Linked DNA regions of Zea mays: region 1 is linked to region 2. The links are chromatin contacts, called in public Hi-C maps. All regions are on one chromosome and are shown on one strand. Each heading gives the region's core, a stretch centred on a gene start, on an enhancer-like site or on the middle of the called end of the contact. The rest is flanking DNA. Distances are from core to core; before and after follow the strand shown.

The links. A called contact is a pair of places that touch in the nucleus more often than the background predicts.
Region 1: a Hi-C map of leaf shows a contact between it and region 2, with 4 times the contacts expected there. The contact joins the promoter of LOC100272736 here to the enhancer-like site in region 2. A contact is called at or near these places in 2 of 25 Hi-C or Micro-C datasets (ear and leaf).

The regions. Positions count from the first base shown.
Region 1 is chr6:82,190,879-82,196,688 of Zm-B73-REFERENCE-NAM-5.0, forward strand. LOC100272736 (GDSL esterase/lipase APG) reads left to right here and starts at 2,909. Exons shown (of 5, transcript NM_001147189.1): 1 at 2,909-3,221; 2 at 3,347-3,477; 3 at 3,581-3,814; 4 at 3,934-4,189; 5 at 4,272-4,811. The coding sequence starts at 2,960. The coding sequence ends at 4,468. It overlaps LOC103629481 (a long non-coding RNA gene), which reads right to left. Exons shown (of 5, transcript XR_554412.2): 5 at 5,549-5,810.
Region 2 is chr6:82,060,684-82,066,427 of Zm-B73-REFERENCE-NAM-5.0, forward strand. No RefSeq gene overlaps it. Among protein-coding and RNA genes, the nearest start is that of LOC103629480, 71 kb to the right of the region's middle. Within about 2 kb of position 2,573, at least 16 of the 20 cell types and tissues checked have an H3K27ac peak or open chromatin away from gene starts, as enhancers often do. A contact at or near this core is called in ear and leaf, where this site is marked.

The sequences.
Region 1 (5,810 bases), core at 1,659-4,158, 130 kb after region 2:
TCCAAAGTTCAGATATGAGCTTATCTCAAATTCATGTGGTGGAGTATGAGAAATTATTTTATACATTAGTAGAATTTGTTTCACTCCTCTATAGTAAAATTGTAGCACATAAATACTTCTGATATCTTGCTAATAATAGTATATAAATATATTTTGCATAAAATCAAATTAGCTTAATTGATATATGTCTAAATTAATATTATTTGAATGGAATTCAATTCTAATGATCCAAACGAGGAATTATTGTTTTGGTCTGTACATCCCTGGCATTGGTGTTTGGAAGTTTCTAGCTCTGATTTATGACGTGTAGTCCGCGGCTGTATGCTTGGCATTGCCTTGTTCTTTTCAGAAATTTACCGCCCCCTGTGTCGACTAGTGCATGTACACGATGGCGGGTCAAGTAGACAAACTAGTGCTTCGTTGGGTGTGGGTGGTGGCATGCTGCAGCCTCCAGGACATGAATGCGTATAGAGCGTTATTGGATGCCTGCAAACCTATCAGAGCCATCATGAACATGGATAGATGCAGGTAACCAAGGATCATGAGCTGATTTTGTTTAGTAGTGATGTACAGTGAATGGATGCATGCAACAGTGTTGCAGTCAACTGAGGGGTGTTGTGGCCATTGGACTATAAGTATAGCGGAGAGACAGTTTAGAGACTCTATTATATAATTGAGTGTCTATAAATATAGTATATTAATAAATATAAAAAGTAAACGTACTTGTACAATATCAGATCGATATAACAGACGACAAATTCTTACAGTGAGAAATAAAGTGTCTATTGTCAGGGGCGGAGCTACATAGAAATTAGGGGGTGCACATGCACCCACGAAAATTTAGAAATCTAGTGATTTGGATCAAATTTTCACCATTAATGTACCACCTATAAATTGTTACCATGCACCCTCAAGGCATATGCACCCTCCCCTAATTTACTCTAGCTTCGCCACTGTCTATTGTTACTTGGTTTACGAGCCAGAGACACAGAGAGACAACTTCACGATTTTTTTTTTCAAATGTCCCTTTAGACACCTTAATAGCTCCTACATTAAACATCATTGTATATTGCCTTAAACCCAATACACACGTATACTCCTACCCAACTTGGATTATTATTAAGAAGAAAGACAGGGGTCGCTCGCCCAAAGTCGCTGTAGGTACTAGTACTATTTGTCGAAGGCACGCTTGCATCGGCGACCGCGCACCGGCCGGTACCGTAACCAAATCTCATCACAATCTGAAATTAAATCTGAACTCCGGTCATTAGCAAGGGAAGTGCGGACAAGTTTCATCCGTATAAATCTTATTTTACCGGTGTAGTGTTCGAGCTTTAGTTATTGGCTACATATTTACACTCATCTAATCAATAGAACTCACATATTTTTTTTTATTTTATTAATATATAGAAACCGTACCAATCCACACCCACAGTGCGTATTGTAGTGGTATAAGCTGCCTAGTTTGATTTCTAGTGTGTCACATAAACTTATTTATTGTCTACAGAACTCTAGTCCGTACAAAGTACTAGTTTCATGGTGTGTAGATTTATTTCTCTCCCATCCGGTTGTCGTCTACATGGTCTATACATCTTCCACTCCGACTATTATGGAGCCGCGCTATTTGTGGGTCTCACGCTGCTGTCAACTGATGCGCCCTCATAAAAACATACAGACTACCCACGGAAAGAAGAATGCAGTTTCAAAAACATGGCACACCCTAAATTACCTTTTAAAGTAGATATATATTGTGGCCACGAAGCTGTCGTTTTGATCATTTAATGCCCGTGTCATCATCCGTTAGTTAACCGCTGCGTGTCAGTGCTGGGAATTGGGTCGGGTCGAGCTAATCCAAGCCTATCATACTTTGGGATAAACAGACCTAAGCCGTCTGAGAAAGTCTAAATTTTTTTTTAAGTCGTGTTAGCTCAAATAGTAGAAACAGTGACCCAATTTGACCCTAAAACACATCCCGAGTGATTGGTTACGCGGCCCAGCGGCGCCTGGCTCTGGAGAGCCTGGGCAGCGAGAAACGGAATGTTCGAGCGTATCCGCGCATGCAACTAGGGAATATGTTTTGGTCTACGTTGCATCTGTGGGTGCAGCCTCCATCTCGCTATATGCAGTTAACCAAACAGTGACTGCTTCTTATTCAACGCATGCGTTCGGTCTAGATGGATGTGTGCAGCTTACCAATCACAAGGATCATGTCTTTGTTGGACCGTGTCCATAGCTCGATCTATATATTTGAATCACACAAAATTTAAATATTACAACCACATAATATACATGGCTTACTAAACTAAAGATATTAAACAATGTGAGTTCTATTTGACAACATAAAGTTTAAATATTATAACCATATAAAGTTATAACTTACCAAATTAAAGAAATTAAACAATATAAGTTTAATTGAGCCGTGCCGACCCAAACTCGACCTATGCATACAAGCCGTGCTAGGCCCGACGGGCCGAAATCTAAGGTACGGCTTAGACCTGCTTTCGGACCGTACTAATTTGATCCATATTATTTCGCGTCAGCACGTGCTTTAGGCTCTTGTGTTTGAGTCGCTCGTGGCTCTTGTGTTTGAGTCGCTGGTGGTGACAAAAAAAAAAACCTGGCCCATATTACGTACGTGGTGTCAGGCGTCACTACAAGATCGAGGAAACCATGCATTAACGAGGTGCGTAATCAGGAGTCACGTCGGTACAGCTTGGGCGACGAGCGAGGCGGTGCCCCGGCCTGGGCCTGCCCCGCCTTAAATCGCACGCGCGCACATACACACATGACACCCAACCGCGAGCTCCCATCGACGTTGACGCGTGGTACACACCACCATGTACACGCACTGTGCAACGGTCGTATATAAGTATGTCACCGATGCGTCGAGCGGCCACACAGCCCGGTACGTACGTGCAAGAGACGAGCGTAGTAACAACTGTGAGCAGCTAGCACATGCATGGCGTCGTCGCAGCTGGTCGTCGTGTGCCTGTTTGTAGCGTCGGCGGTGACTGTGACGATGAACGGCGGCGCGCAGGCGCAGGCGCAGCCGATTGTGCCGGCGGTCATCTCGTTCGGCGACTCCACCGTCGACGTCGGCAACAATAACTACCTGCCGGGCGCGGTGTTCAAGGCCGACTACGCGCCGTACGGGCAGGGCTTCGCGCGGCACAAGGCCACCGGCCGATTCTCCGACGGCAAGATCGTCACCGACATCACCGGTCGCTAGCCATTCCCATATATATATACATGCTATACCACCACGCATGCATTATGCATGGCGGCGGCTGCAGGTGCGTGACGAATTGAACGAGTTCTTCGTTCTGTGCATTGTTTATTGTTGCAGCCGAAACGCTCGGCTTCGAGAGCTACGCGCCGCCGTACCTCAGCCCGCAGGCGTCGGGGAAGAACCTGCTCACCGGCGCCAACTTCGCCTCCGCGGCGTCCAGCTACTACGACGACACGGCGGCCATGTATGTAAGTACCACATCATCGTTCAGATGCTGTTGCTTTAATTTGTTGAGGCTAGCTAGCTGCTAACTGCTATATATAATATGCCCTTGCGCACGCGTACGTGCAGGACGCGATCACGCTGACCCAGCAGCTCAAGTACTACAAGGAGTACCAGTCGAAGCTGGCGGCGGTGGCCGGGCGCGCCAGGGCTCGCGCCATCCTCGGCGACGCGCTCTACGTCGTCAGCACGGGCACCGGCGATTTCCTCCAGAACTACTACCACAACGCCTCCCTGTCCCACCGCTACGACGTCGAGCAGTACACCGACCTCCTCGTCGGCATCTTCTCCGGCTTCGCCAACGTATAATACTAATACGTCATCATCCTGATCCATCAGATCGACACTCACCTACCCATCCGAGATCCTTTTGCTTCATTCATCATTAAATCGATCTGGGATGAGTACGTTGTTGGTTGCAGGAGCTGTACAGGCTGGGGGCGCGGCGGATCGGCGTCACGTCCATGCCGCCGCTGGGCTGCCTGCCGGCGTCCATCAGGCTGTACGGCGACGGCAAGGGAGCGTGCGTGCCGAGGCTCAACCGCGACGCCGAGACCTTCAACGCCAAGCTGAACGCCACCGTCAAGGCGCTCAAGCGGCGGCACGCCGACCTCAAGCTCGCCATCCTCGACATCTACACGCCCCTCCGCAAACTCGCACAAGACCCCGCGGCTTACGGTATGTACGTGCGTGTTCAACAGTGCCGTACGTGCGCGGTCGAGATCATGACACTGACACGCATGCATGCATGGTGGTGTAGGCTTCGCCGACGCTAGAGGGACGTGCTGCCGGACGGGGACGGCCAAGACGAGGGTGTACCTCTGCAACCCGACGACGGCCGGGACGTGCCGGAACGCCAGCAGCTACGTGTTCTTCGACGCCGTCCACCCGTCGGAGGCTGCCAACGTCTTCATCGCGGAGTCCACGGTCGACGCGGGCATCGAGCTGGTCACCTAGCTAGTAGGAATAATAAAGGAGACGACACACATCTGCAGATCTGCTCACATGTTTCCTGCTCCATCGAAACAGAACTACGTACAGTGTCTGGAATAGCCAGTGAAATTAAAAATTGCACCGTCGGCCCTGCCCTTTTCGTAATGTTGTGGAGCAGTTTCCTGTTCCATCTGTAGCCGCTCACCAGTTTCCTGTTTCCATCCAAGAAAACAACGGTACACCTTGAATTGCCTGTGAAATTGCACCATCTATCTCCCTACCATTCTTGTAATATTGTTGATCATATACTATGCGTACGTGCGTTTTCCTATATATCATGCATAATATGAGGTGTTTGGTTTCTAGGAACTAGTTTTTAGTCCCTACATTTTAGTCCATAAATTGATAAATATAAAAACTAAAACTCCCTGTTTATTTGTTAACTTAGAGCAACTCCAATAGTTATATATAATTATACTACATAAATCCTAGATTTAGCAAGTTCTCAAATAATATAGGAAACAAAAAACTCATGTTCTCTAATAGTTCTTTATACATTATTTTCTAAATATGTCAAAACTTGTCATGTCACCAGTGGGACCGTTAGGGACGATGAATTTAACTTGGTAAATTGTGTTGGACTTTTGATTTGGTGCCGCAATTGTTTATTCATATATTTCCGACATGTGCACGTGAAGTTGCTGTATTGTCAATTGTTTAATCTCTAGCTGACTAGCTGCCGCAATTGTGCATCACCAACCCCTGATATATGGGCTCTATTAACATATCTTTAATGCATAGTTGAAAAAAGGCATCCAAATACAAAAATTACATTCAGTCTTTTGTTTATGGAGTTGGTAAATGGTTGCTAAATGTAGGGAGCAAATCAGGTTAGATGGAAAGTAGTTAAATTTAGGGAGTTTATTGAGAGAACTGTTGAAGAGAAGTTTTATTTTAGCTGGCTAAATTATTGATTTAGGGAGTCTTTTAGAGAACTACTCGAGTTGCTCTTAGGGACTAAAAAGTTAGACCTTAGAAACCAAACACCCCTTATATACGTACTTGAATTAATTTACTGATAGTACCTCACAGATGCGGGGGCTCTATCCTCCCAGCAGTGTTATGGGGGGTATTAAGAATATAATACATTGAAATTCTGAATCCAATAATAACTGACTAATACTAACTAACAAAGTTCAACCAGCATCTTCAACTTTGTGTGTTTGACGACGGGTTCATACAGAAAGGGACTGAAACACAACAGCCAACGATAAACTATACACACCAAAGCGGCAACAGAGTACAGGTATATATCAAATTCAGCTGCTGAAATTAATGCTGATGTCCTATAAGGAAACACACTTCA
Region 2 (5,744 bases), core at 1,323-3,822:
GTGCCCTGCAGATAGAAGTAGCTGAGCAGGAGCTCATTGAAGGCAAGTTGTGCCCTTGATCCACTTTTGTTTACCCAATAAAGTTCCTTAATATCACTTATTCATGCATAGGTTTAATTTTGATGGAACCCAATAGATCACCCTAGTCTGTTTATCATTTTTCCCTTGTTTACCCCTGAATCATTTGGGTAGATATGCTATTGTTTTACATGGTTTTGAGTTAATATTTCATTATATCCCTGTTTCAATTATTTTGTTATTTTATTTATGTTCATGTCAAGATCATTAATGTTAATTGGAACATGGAGCTTAACTTGAGAAACACATGCCACCACAAGGGTGCAATGGGACGCCGTTGGCTGAGTAATTAGGAAAGCTAATGGAAGACTACCTTACCCGAAAGGGGCAAGGGCAGTAGGGGAGTTGCATGTAGGGAGGTTCTCGGGTTGATTTTGCTGCGATGGCTGTCAGACGAGGGATTCTTGCAAGTGCTCTTCCTATAAACTGTAGCGGGTTTTCGGAAGCTAGTGGAACTTTGTAAAAGCCTCGTAGTGTTGCCCTGCCTCGCTTCCTTGGTAGAGGTGTATGAGAGTCGCGATCCCTTGGCAGATGGGTAACATGACTTGAGGGTACAGGGTACAATCTCTGCAGAGTGTACACCTGGTATACTAGCCAAGCTCACGGTCATGAGCAGCTCAGGACTCTCGCATGATTAATTTATGGAACTTAAATTCAATTTGTCATTTGCATTGCATGGGATCATTTATTAATTTTGTTCTATTGTTCTTATTATGGTTTGGTATTCACTTACATTTAGTAACTGCTAATAAAATTTGACCAACTTATTAAAAGCAATGCTCAGCTTTAACCCCTATTGTTGATCAGCCTTACACATCACACGAACTCCCACCTTTGGTGAGTTCATGCCCACTGGTTTCCCCACAACTTGTTGAGTTATGATCATGTGTGAGCTCACCCTTGCTGTCTCACACCCCCCCCACAGGAGAAGAACAGGTGGTTCAAGAGGAGCGACACAACGAGGAGTTTGATCTGATCTAGGTGGTGTTTCCCAGTTGACTTATCGGCGCCAAGGATGATCCTTAGTTCATTTTATATTTATCTTTTATTTTGTAATAAGACATCTGCTATGTAATAAATACTCTGATGTTATTATGACATTTATCTCTATACACTCTGTTATTATATATGTTGTCTTCTTTGGCGCATGTATGAGATGCACCCGGCTTTGTTCCTTAAAGCCCGGGTGTTACAAATACCAGGAAGGGAGGACTACCAGGCAACAGCAAACAGAAATTAATCCTCCAAATCCTCCAGCGGCTGGAACCGATCCAGTGGTTGCCGCCCAAATGCTGGTACTACAACATATGACAAACATGGTTAACGAAATGCAAAATCAGATAAGGCAAGAACGCTAGGAAATACGTCAGGACCGGTAGGAGATGCGTCAAGAAATGAGGCAACCACGGTTGGAAAGACAACAACAACACCCACTACCTCCACCACCACCAGTAGCTCCACTAAGCCATATATATATATAGCTATTTGTAAAACCTAAATGTTACTTTAGTTAGTAGTTGGTATGATACTATTTTAGGAGGAATAATAAGGTCTAATTGACCCTATGTGTTGCTAATAAATTATGCATCATGCTGAGATTTCTGTTAAGGAGGGTAGGATTTGCATGGCCCAAAATTTGTATAAGGAATAATAATAATAATAAAATAAATATATGAAGAAATAAAATAGCAAATTAGAAAACATCTCAAATTATACTTGAGTGTTGAAAATTGAAGCTTGAATTTTGAAAACCAAGAATTATTTTTAAAAAGAAGTAATAGAAAAGTTTTTTATTCAACTAAATTATTATGCATATCATTAAATGATGCACCATAAGCATTTATTTACATGAATATTTAATTTTGAAGTAACTTTTACTTCTTATCCCACATTCAAAGTATTATTTTTCTAAAAAGAAAGAAAACAATATGAGTGTTTTTCATATTTCAAACATTTACCAAACAAATAAATTAATTAAAATAAATATATATCTATTGCATCATAATTGTTTTTGAGTATGTATTAAAAATTTGAATACTTAAACTTTATTTTGGATTCGAACTTGAAATTTGTAAATCAAATGAAAATATAAAATAGAAAATGAGAAAGGAAAATGTTTATGGACCCATTTATTCCTCCCCTAAATGAGTGACAAGAAAAATAATATTAATATAAATAGTAGATGTTTTCATTAGGGAGATGATTGATATTTGGAATTTGGAAATTTGAATCTGAAATGAATTGGAAATTTGGAAAGGAAAATAGGAAAATAAAACAGAAAATAAATAAGAAAAGAAAAGGGGATTTACCTGCGCCTGGGCCATTTACTTCCCAGACCGGCCCATTCTCTTCTCCTTTGCGGCCCACTTTCCCTTCCTCCCCTCGACCTAGCTGGAGAAATGGCGTCGACACGCGGGCCCCTTTCGTCAGTTCCACAAACCGCACGCGGCCTGTGAACGAAACCAGTGCTACCCTGAGGACCCTACGCGTCAGCGCCGTCTTCCACCCGAGTTGCTATCCGCGCGACGCTGACTCACTGGTTCACGGGACCCACTGACCAGTTCCTCCTACCTTGCTGCCGTGATCTCCATGCGCACGACGCCGACCTCCCGCAACAACCTTGATCGAGATCGGCGCTTGCCCCGCGAATCCAGCCGTCCATGCGGGTCCAACATCGAACCCCTTCGGATGACCATAAAATGGGACATCGGGACTTTGCCTTTCCCCTTCTTGTCGTGCACTTCCACCATCGCCAGGCACTACTGAGGAGAGAAAGAACGCCGCTGCCATCCCTTTTTCTGCTACGCGTCGCTCGGGTTCCGGAGAATTGCTCATTGCGTGTGCCAGTACGTGTGCAAGTCAGTGGAGTCGAAGGAAGGAGTGAAACACCGGAGCACCGGCGGGAATCGCTCGCCGGAGTGCTATCCTTGCCGCGGATCCGCCCTACATCGTGGTTGGCCCTGCTCTGGTCTTCGTCTCTAGTGAGAAGCTATCCCATTGATTCAGTTTCGTTTCCTCTGCGCATAGCACCGATCCCATCTGAGTATTACGCACCTGGGCGCCAATTCGTGGGTCACGGCAATGGCACCGCCGTAGTGCGAGGGCGCCGCCGCTCCGCTCGGTCTCGCAAGAAGGAGGCGATTGGGTGACTGTCGATTTCGGTTTGTGCGCGTGAGATCTGATCACATAGTAATGAAGCCAGGTCGTCGGATTGAAAGCGAATGGATACGATTCAATCATGGAGATACCGATTCGAGTATGCGTAGGATCATTGTTGTGGCCGTTGATCGTGAAAACTAGGGCCAGAGTTGGATCTCGCGAACATAAAATCCGAATCGTAGGTGTCAGATCCGACCGCCGCTGAAGCATACCGTTTTGGCTTAGGAAGATCTAATCTGGTCTGTCTGGTGTCTATCGAACGGGCCCAAATCGACCGTACCCCTTCGCTGGGCACGAATTGCAAAAGAGACCCCTAACTTAATTGGAACCAACCCGCAGTTCATTGCGACTGTGTATTGAGTCGTAGAATATTTCGTGCAGAACCCCTGAGCTTCTCGATATTGTAAGCACAGTCCAGACAGTTAATAAAACCCAAGAAATTCAATTCAGAAATGATTTTCAATATAAAAATAATTGCAGAAACTTGATTAATCTCTAGAAAATTCATTTTAGCTCTTTTTTAATCCATTGCAGTTCCTATAATTTTGTATTAATATTGTTTATCACTTAGTAACTCTGTTGGAACATGAAACATAGACTAAAATTGATTACTTAATTTATTATGTACCAAGCACATAAATAACTTTAGAAAATCATAACTAATTCATTTTAACTCTGTTTCAATTCGTTCAAGTTGCGTTAGCTTCGTATAAATATTTACTACACACTAACAACATTAATTATACCATGTCGCGTACTTTTATATTTATTTATCCTATGCCTACTAGATTAGCTCTTCTAAATCAAATCTAACATGTCCATAATTATAGTTTGATTAAAATATGATCTCTAGTTAAGTTATAATCTAGATTAAAGTTGAGATAAATATTTATAGAATATGCTCTCATATGAGGTATACTAATCAATTTATTATATGATTTAATATTCAAATCACATAGATCCTGTGTAAATCATAACTCGGTAACCGTAGCTCCGAATTTAGTGGTTCTCGAACCCATGGTCTCGTTACGACGCGTAGATTATTATTATGCAGTTTGTTCTTATATTAGGTGTGATGTTAATTTTGTCTATACCATGTTTGTTTGTATTGTTACGACTAGCAGTGAGGTCACGAGAATCTGAGGATCATCATGGTACCTGGAATCTCAAGTCCCAGGCAAGTTGTGTCCTTGACCACTTTTATTACCCAATAATATTCTTTAATACCACTTATTCATGCATAGGTTTAATTTTGATGGGACCCAATAGGTCACCCTAGACTGGTTATCCTTTTTACCTTGTGTATCCCTGAATCATTTGGGTAGTTATGCTATTGCTTTACATGGTTTTGGGTTAAGATTTCATTATATCCATGTTCCATTATTCTGTTATGTTATTTATGTTCATGTCAAGACCATTAATTTAAATTGGAACATGGAGCTTAACTTGAGAAACACGTGCCACCACAAGGGTGGAATGGGACGCCCTTGGCTGACTAATTAGATAAGCTAGTGGAAGACTACCTTACCCGAAAGGGGCAAGGGCAGTAGGGGAGTAGGAATGCAGGGAGGTTCTCGGGTTGATTTTGCTGCGATGGCGGTCAGACGAGGGATTCTTGCAATTGCTCTTCCTAGAAACTGTAGCGGGTTTTCGAAAGCTAGTGGCACTTTGTAAAGGCCTCATAGTGTTACCCTGTCTCGCTTTCTTGGTAGAGGTGTATGGGATTCATGACTCCTTGGCAAATGGGTAACATGACTTGTGGGTACAGGGTACAACCTCTGCATAGTGTAAAACCGGTATACTAGCCGAGCTCACGGTCATGTGCAGCTCAGGACTCTCGCATGATTCAATTATGAAACTAAATTCAATTTTTCATATGCATTGCATGGGATTATTTATTAATTTTGTTCTATTATTCTTATTATGGTTTGGTATCTACTTATATTTAGTAACTGCTAATAAAATTTGACCAACTTATTAAAAGCAATGCTCAGCTTTAACCCCTATTGTTGATCAGCCTTACACATCACATGGACTCCCACCTTTGGTGAGTTCATGCACATTATTCCCCACAACTTGTTGAGCGATGAACATATGTGAGCTCACCCTTGCTGTCTCACACCCCCAACAGGAGAAGAACAGGTGGTTCAGAGGAGCCACACAACGAGGAGTTTGACTTGATCTAGGTGGCGTCTCCCAGTTGACTTTATGGCGCCAAGGATGGACTTTAGTTCGTTTTATATTAATCTTTTATTTTGTAAGACTTCCGCTATGGAATAAGTACTCTGATGATATTGTGACATTTATCTCTATACACTTTGTTATTATATGTGTTGTCTTCTTTGGCGCATATATGAGATGCACCCGACTTTATCCCTTAAATCCAGGTGTGATAGCCTCGTCCTTGCGCTGGGGCTATCTGGCAGTTCTGATTGGTTGCTAGGGCAGGAAGGCGATGTGCCTGATTGTTCTGCCTCTAGTACTGACTTCCTACCGGTGGACTATGC